2 separate regions of the Anas platyrhynchos genome follow, and region 2 is linked to region 1. Evidence: chromatin contacts called from public Hi-C data. All regions are on one chromosome and are shown on one strand. Each heading gives the region's core, a stretch centred on a gene start, on an enhancer-like site or on the middle of the called end of the contact. The rest is flanking DNA. Distances are from core to core; before and after follow the strand shown.

Evidence for each region. Hi-C and Micro-C count contacts between places; a contact is called where the count stands out from the background.
Region 2: a Hi-C map of F5 follicle shows a contact between it and region 1, with 2.4 times the contacts expected there. The contact joins two enhancer-like sites. A contact is called at or near these places in 2 of 8 Hi-C or Micro-C datasets (F5 follicle and liver).

Annotation. Positions count from the first base shown.
Region 1 is chr6:41,098,442-41,101,589 of IASCAAS_PekinDuck_T2T, reverse strand. No RefSeq gene overlaps it. Among named protein-coding and RNA genes, the nearest start is that of INPP5A, 37 kb to the left of the region's middle. Within about 2 kb of position 1,634, at least 4 of the 8 cell types and tissues checked have an H3K27ac peak or open chromatin away from gene starts, as enhancers often do. A contact at or near this core is called in F5 follicle, where this site is marked.
Region 2 is chr6:41,190,609-41,193,756 of IASCAAS_PekinDuck_T2T, reverse strand. INPP5A (inositol polyphosphate-5-phosphatase A) reads right to left here. Exons shown (of 16, transcript XM_072039961.1): 2 at 222-263. Among named protein-coding and RNA genes, the nearest start is that of INPP5A, 55 kb to the right of the region's middle. Within about 2 kb of position 1,631, at least 3 of the 8 cell types and tissues checked have an H3K27ac peak or open chromatin away from gene starts, as enhancers often do. A contact at or near this core is called in F5 follicle, where this site is marked.

The DNA of each region.
Region 1 (3,148 bases), core at 385-2,884:
GGGATTCCAGATTCTGTTTAGTAGTTACAGGAGGAAATGTTTCCCCGCTTGAATCACGGATGAGTCTTGATCTCTAGAGAGACCTGCTCAAGAAAGAGCAAGTCCCAATCCTATTTAATTTGTCATGATTTTAACTTGACTAGTATGGCTGGAGGTGTCAGAAGAAAGGATGGACATGGGACAGCCAGAGGTCTCCATCTCACCTGAGAGGTACTGAGGGAAGATCTTTGGGGCAGCGGTGCCTTGGGATGGTGAGGCAGGCGGCTGTGGGCTGGGCGCACAACACCTGGCCTGTCAGCCAGATGGGCTCCCAGGAAAGCAGGCGTTTGGTGGGCACGCAGACTTGGCATGGGAGGGCCAAATCCATCGGCTTTCATTCTCAGCATCAGGCAGGGAACACACAAAGCAGGGCGAGAACAAAGTGTACCTGCAAGAGATGGGCATAGACCAGCATCAAGGAAACCAGACGGGGCCTGAAGGCAACGAATGCCCACAGCTTGAGCATTGCAATCAGTGCTTGTTGCTGAAGAAAGGTTCACCCTTGGGATGCTCCAGGGGGCGGAGGACACCGTGGCCATACACATTGCAATGAGATTAAAATGCTTTTCTTTGACAAAGTGCTATGTGTTGATGTTTAAGCAAAATTAACATTTTGTAAAACAAAGGAGAAGAAGAAAGAAAGCTCTTTGACAATTTTTGTGAGCAAAGAAACTGTTGGTTTACCTTCTGAACTAATTAATCTCACTTTTCTTGGATCTCAACCCGGATGCAAAACTGAGTCCAGGGGTGATCACAAGGGAAATGAATAAGAAACTGAGCAAGCATTCTCCCTTTGTGGTTCATGAGTCAAAAGATAAGGAACATTTCTGGTGTTGCTAATTACTCAAGCTCCTCAAAACTTGTGGCTTCACACAGCTTTGAAAAAGGCATATAAATATTCTATTATTCCCTAAAATTACACTGTATAAGCCATTAACCCCCAAATAAACTGCAGTAATCACGTGTGTTATCTCTTATCCTCTGTGATGTGAATAGTCTTACTGGTTTTAGTGGGACTGTCAGGATCTCAAAGGTTGTCAGTGTTAGCTTCAGTGTAAGAACCATGGATGTTAAGGTTAAAAGCAAATAATTGTCCAGCCAACTCACGTTCACATTGGCAATATTTATTTTTTTTTAACATTTCAAATATTACTATTTTTTAACTACAGGAGGTCTGCAGGAAAAAAAACAAATGCTATTCTGCACAGATATAAGCATGTAGAGCAATAGGTCACCAAGAACTAAAAGAACAGATGGTCTCCTTATATCTCATCACTGTAATCCACAGATAACATGCGTATTTGTGGGCACGTGTACCCAAATCCAGCACTTCACTAAGATTAATCTGGCATTCAGAGCATTTTCCAAAACCCAGTGGGCACTCTAAAACACAGAGCTGTGCTTGGGCACTGCAGTGCAGCCTGGTTGTGCTGTCCCGGGGCCGCTCCAGCTGCCAGTGCCTGTGACAGCGCCGTGGGGTGGGACAGACCCTGAGGCAGGGATCGGCTTCCAGATTCAACACTCCTCAGCCTCTGGCACACTTTCAGGGAAATGACATTTCACTGAAATGTGATCAAAGTCAAAATATTTCACTGGGATTTCTCTCTTTCAAGTGTATCTTCACCATGTGGGATGCTCGGTCTGAATCACTCTCCTCAGAGAGATAGATGGGAATGCCCAAGTGGAAAAACTGAGCTGTCAGACTGAGAATGTTTCTTTTGATCAAATTCCATTTTTATGGAAACTTAGAGTTATGTCACCTCTCAGCAAAGGGAGAATCTTAATTTTAGTGGTCTTCACGGAACGGAACTACGTCATTTGATAAAAATGAGAAGAAAAAAATAAACTTGAATAATTGTTTTCTCCAGCTGGAGATTTTGTTGTTGTTGTTTTTTTACCTTTCGAATCAGGAAAGTGACTGTACTGTAGGCTCTGAGCAGCTGTAAGGAATCTCCTGTGGGGTTATATGGGAATTACTTTTTCTTTCGGCATCAGTTCCTAAGCGGCCAAGGGAGTGCCATGACTCTTTGCGGCAGAGCCTTCTCCAGCACAAGACCTTATTCCTGAGGACTTTCAGAGCAGACCTTGGAGTTGGGAATGTGCAGATTAAGGCATTATTTTGACTACAACCTAAAGACCTTGTAGAAAAGTTGAAAAAATTCCAAGGTGCTGCCAGTGGTTTTGCCAGGGACAAGATTAATGTTTGCTTTGTTTGCTGCATCCTTTTAACTGCTGCTTTCCTCCTCCTTCCAGTAAATAAATCTGCCTATTAGTTAAACAAACTGACTCTGAGAGAAACCAAACATAAGAAATATATTAACAATAATGCCCTGTTCTTAAAATAGAATGGCAATAGTAAAAGAGAGCCCTTGGCTTCTGGCTTACCGCTGAGTGCTGCTCACGTGAGTGCTGTTGCTTTGAACTCCTACAATAAAGAAATAGAGGGCCCAGGGGAAAAAATAAAAATAAACTACCTACATGTTGGAGTGTTTCAGCTAAATATTTGTTATTCCACTGTGCCGTTCAGAGGTAAGCCAGTCTCACCTGTGAGAAGCTTATGGTCCAAACACGGACAAGGCAGGAGAAAGATGAATGAAGTGATTAATTGATGATCCAGCATCCAGGCCTTTGGCAGGAGCCTGGTTCCCTCACAATCTGGGTGTTTTTCCCATTTTTTTTCCCGTGTCTTTGTGGGTACTTTGTGACACACTGGGTATTACAAAGTGAGCATGCATTGAGCGGTCAGCACTGAAGCACAGCTATCGAGGATTGTCCCCTTGTGGGTCGCTCATCGCCTTGGTCATTCCTTAAGAAAAAGAAGGAGGTTTCTGAAGCACAGATGATTTGTGGCTTAGGAACTACCAAGAGAAACCAGCACACAGCTGCTCAGAAGGGCCCCTGCTCAGAAGCAGACAACGTGCTTCTAGACGGTGTGTGTTGTGCACTCCAGCACGTCCTTTGGAGGCGCTGGCAGTCAGGGACACCCTGCTTTGGCACTTTGCTCACCTGTGCCCATCTGGAGGGCCAGTTTCTGAAGCTAGGTAGTACCCTGACATCCTTGTCCACACTCAGTTTTCAAAAAGCAGGAGCAGTGATTTCTGGGCAGCCT
Region 2 (3,148 bases), core at 382-2,881, 92 kb before region 1:
AAAGTGTCAGGGACTTTTTAGCTAGACAACTGTCAAGAAGAAAACGTAATGCCTATACACTATTCACTACTTAGAAAGACAAAAAGGTACCTACTTTTTAAGACTGGTTTTGACTACAAAATAGTGACTTCAAACTCACAAAGCAAAAGATCATTGCGTTAGTAAACAAGCTACCAAACAAGCAAGTATAGCACTTGAAGAGAAAATAACTTTTACCTTACCTGATAAAACTCCCGAAGCCAATTCTTCTGTAAGTTTTCTGGCTGAAAAACAAAACAAACAAAAAAAAATAAGAATAAGAGTAATGTATTTTTATAATATTACCCCAGTACTTGTCACTTTCCTCAATGCATTCAAGTGAGTAGTTTTTTCCACAGTTACAGAAAAAAGGGCATTTAAATGTTCCTCCAGGAGCTCTAATGGACAGACTTTTCCTTTTTGATTTCTGAGTCTCCTCAGGTTTTCACTGAGAAGGTGCACATTTTGTGTATGACTTCACTATGTTTGTGTACTTACAAGCTTATCAAGCAATCAAGCCTGTTGATTTAATACTAAATTTTAATATCAAAATATCTGCTTTTAAAGTACATGCTCATTGCCTGGATATCAACAACTTTATACGAACTGCTGATACCCAGTTTCTGCAATTTGAGGACATAGCTTCAAATCAAATTACGTGCATTTAATTCTAACAAACTGGCCCAGAGGCACTACTGTGCTTTTGCAGGATGCTCAGGCACATTAGAGCTCCTGTCAAAGACAAGCTGGGAGAAGAGTACAAGATTGCTACATGAGTTACGAAACCTGAAGAAGCACAAACATAATAAAGCACCAAGTTCTGCGTTTTTCAGAAACATACAGATACAGTTATGAAGGTAGATAGCTGACTTCCACGTGCCAAATACAGAAACAGCCAGGACATTCACTGAGTTCTACTGTCAACAAGATTCGCTAATTTCTGCATCACAGCGGGAACGCAGACCCGAATCAGCCTCTTCTCTTACAGAAATAGCCGGAATGCACAGCGTTTGTTGGAGGCAGCAGAACGTATTACACTGGAAACCAGAGAGATGCCTATAACTGTTACTGAAGGGAGGATGGATGACACCAGCCAGTCAGACGCAAACATACTGGCATGAAAATTCCCATTTTGCTCTGTTCTCCCATCATATGTGCTATTTTCAAATAGTTGAATGCAACTTTAAAATTATTCATTTGTTCTGACTGCCTGTTGAATGAAGTTTCGCTCACAGGTGGCTGAAGAATTGAGTAGCCTCCCCCGTGCTGACCCAAAAAATACTTTTTTTTTTTTTTTTTGAAAGCTGAGGGGGGAAAAAGTGCTACTTTTGTCCCCAGCTCTCCCTTGCCCCCCTTCTGTTGATCACCCCTTGTTGATTCTGGAATTCAGACTTTACTGGTCCAGAAGGCCAAGTTTTTGCCCTGCAGGAGCGATCCTTGTTTCTCGCGATGCCGCCTCAGCATTGCCCGGGAAGCCGCCTGCTGTGCTTGGGCCCTGCGTGCGCGGAGGCTGCGGGGGCAGGCGGCTGAGCGCAGGCACCACGACCAGACCATCGCAGCAGAGGCCTCTGCGCCGCGCCTGAAGCCAACCGGGATGGATCTTGGCCCGCGTTCAGGGACGTCTTAAATTAATAAACATGCAGAACAAAACATCCACGGCTCCCACCCATGCCCTTCCCCTCAGCCGAACAACATCACACAAAGCCAGAATAAGGAAGCTGCAGACGCAAATAAGAACTGTAGGCAACCAAGCAAGGGATAAAATATTCCCTCCAGAAGAATGCTGACTTTTAACTGCTTGTTTCCACAACTTAACCCTTTTTCTACTCATTTTGAACTTAACAAGTCAAGCCAGTGACTAATAGGTAAGAACCGGCACTTTTATAGAAGCAACAAGAAGAAAACAAACCAGGAGCTGCTGTGATTTCAAGCCGGTTTCTAACCTTAAATGATGACGACAGCACGCGATCTACAGGCTTTTAATCAGCCCACGAAACAGCCGTGTATGGGGAACTTGCACACACGCTTTGTATATGATTTGTATATGATCCACACAAAACGGCTCAACTCAAACTATCAAGAAAGCAAGACCTTGGGGATTGTGAAATTTCTAATTAAACATTTTTGGCAGTTATGAAAGCTCGATAAGCAAGTCCTGCATCAGACCACAAGCAGACTTCAACACTGCTGCGTGTTTGTTTTCAAAATGGAAAGTATGGTCTTATTAGGTAATAGGCAATTTTTGTTTAAAAACAAACAGAAAACCAACTAAAAACCACACACTCCTAACTTCTCTTTACTTTATTTATACTAGTCACAAGATGCCTCGGGGACCTACTAAGTTTCAAAAGTAATCCAAAATTGACAGAAAACAGTCATTTGTGAAAGCCCGTTAGAGAATCCCACTTTTATTTACAGCCTGGATTTACAGAAAGGGACTAACCGACAAGTTCTCACAACATCCGAAACACCCCAAACCTGAATTTGGTGTAAACACGCTACAAAGTGCGGGAGTCTCCGCTAAGAGCCTCACCTACTTTGTCTCTCTCTGCTACGCATAAATCTAAACTTATTATTTATCGTGTTTAGAAATTCTAAGTTAAATCAGTTTGCAAATCCGTAAATAACAGAACATGCTCTACAGATTACAGTACCTATATATTTTTTTCTTTTTCTGTAAGTAGAAAGCGCTACCAGTCATGAAATTTAAAGAAAGTTATTCATACTTCAGGATATAAATCAGAATCTCAGAGGATATAAAGCACGATGTTATTTCTGCTTTTAAATGCAACTCTAAGCAGTAGAAGCTCCCCATTTGCTCCATGACTAAGTGCCAATGCTATGAGCTTAAACATCAAGCCCAGTGAGTACATCCAAGGGATGCCAAGGCTGCTGCAGGGCCCTGCAACAGCTCTGCACCTACCTCCCATATGCCAGCCGAGACTGTTGTCATGAAATCAGATCAAATATTGAAAAATTGGCTAGACAAACCGAAGCACAAGCAGAAAAAGCGATCTCTCTGATGAACAACCTGCAGAGGCTCATCACAGAGCAAAGTGACCCAAAGCTAACACAATTCTAGTGTTTGTTTTTTTTTTTATTATTATTATATTTCTTTTTGGGGGGCTGG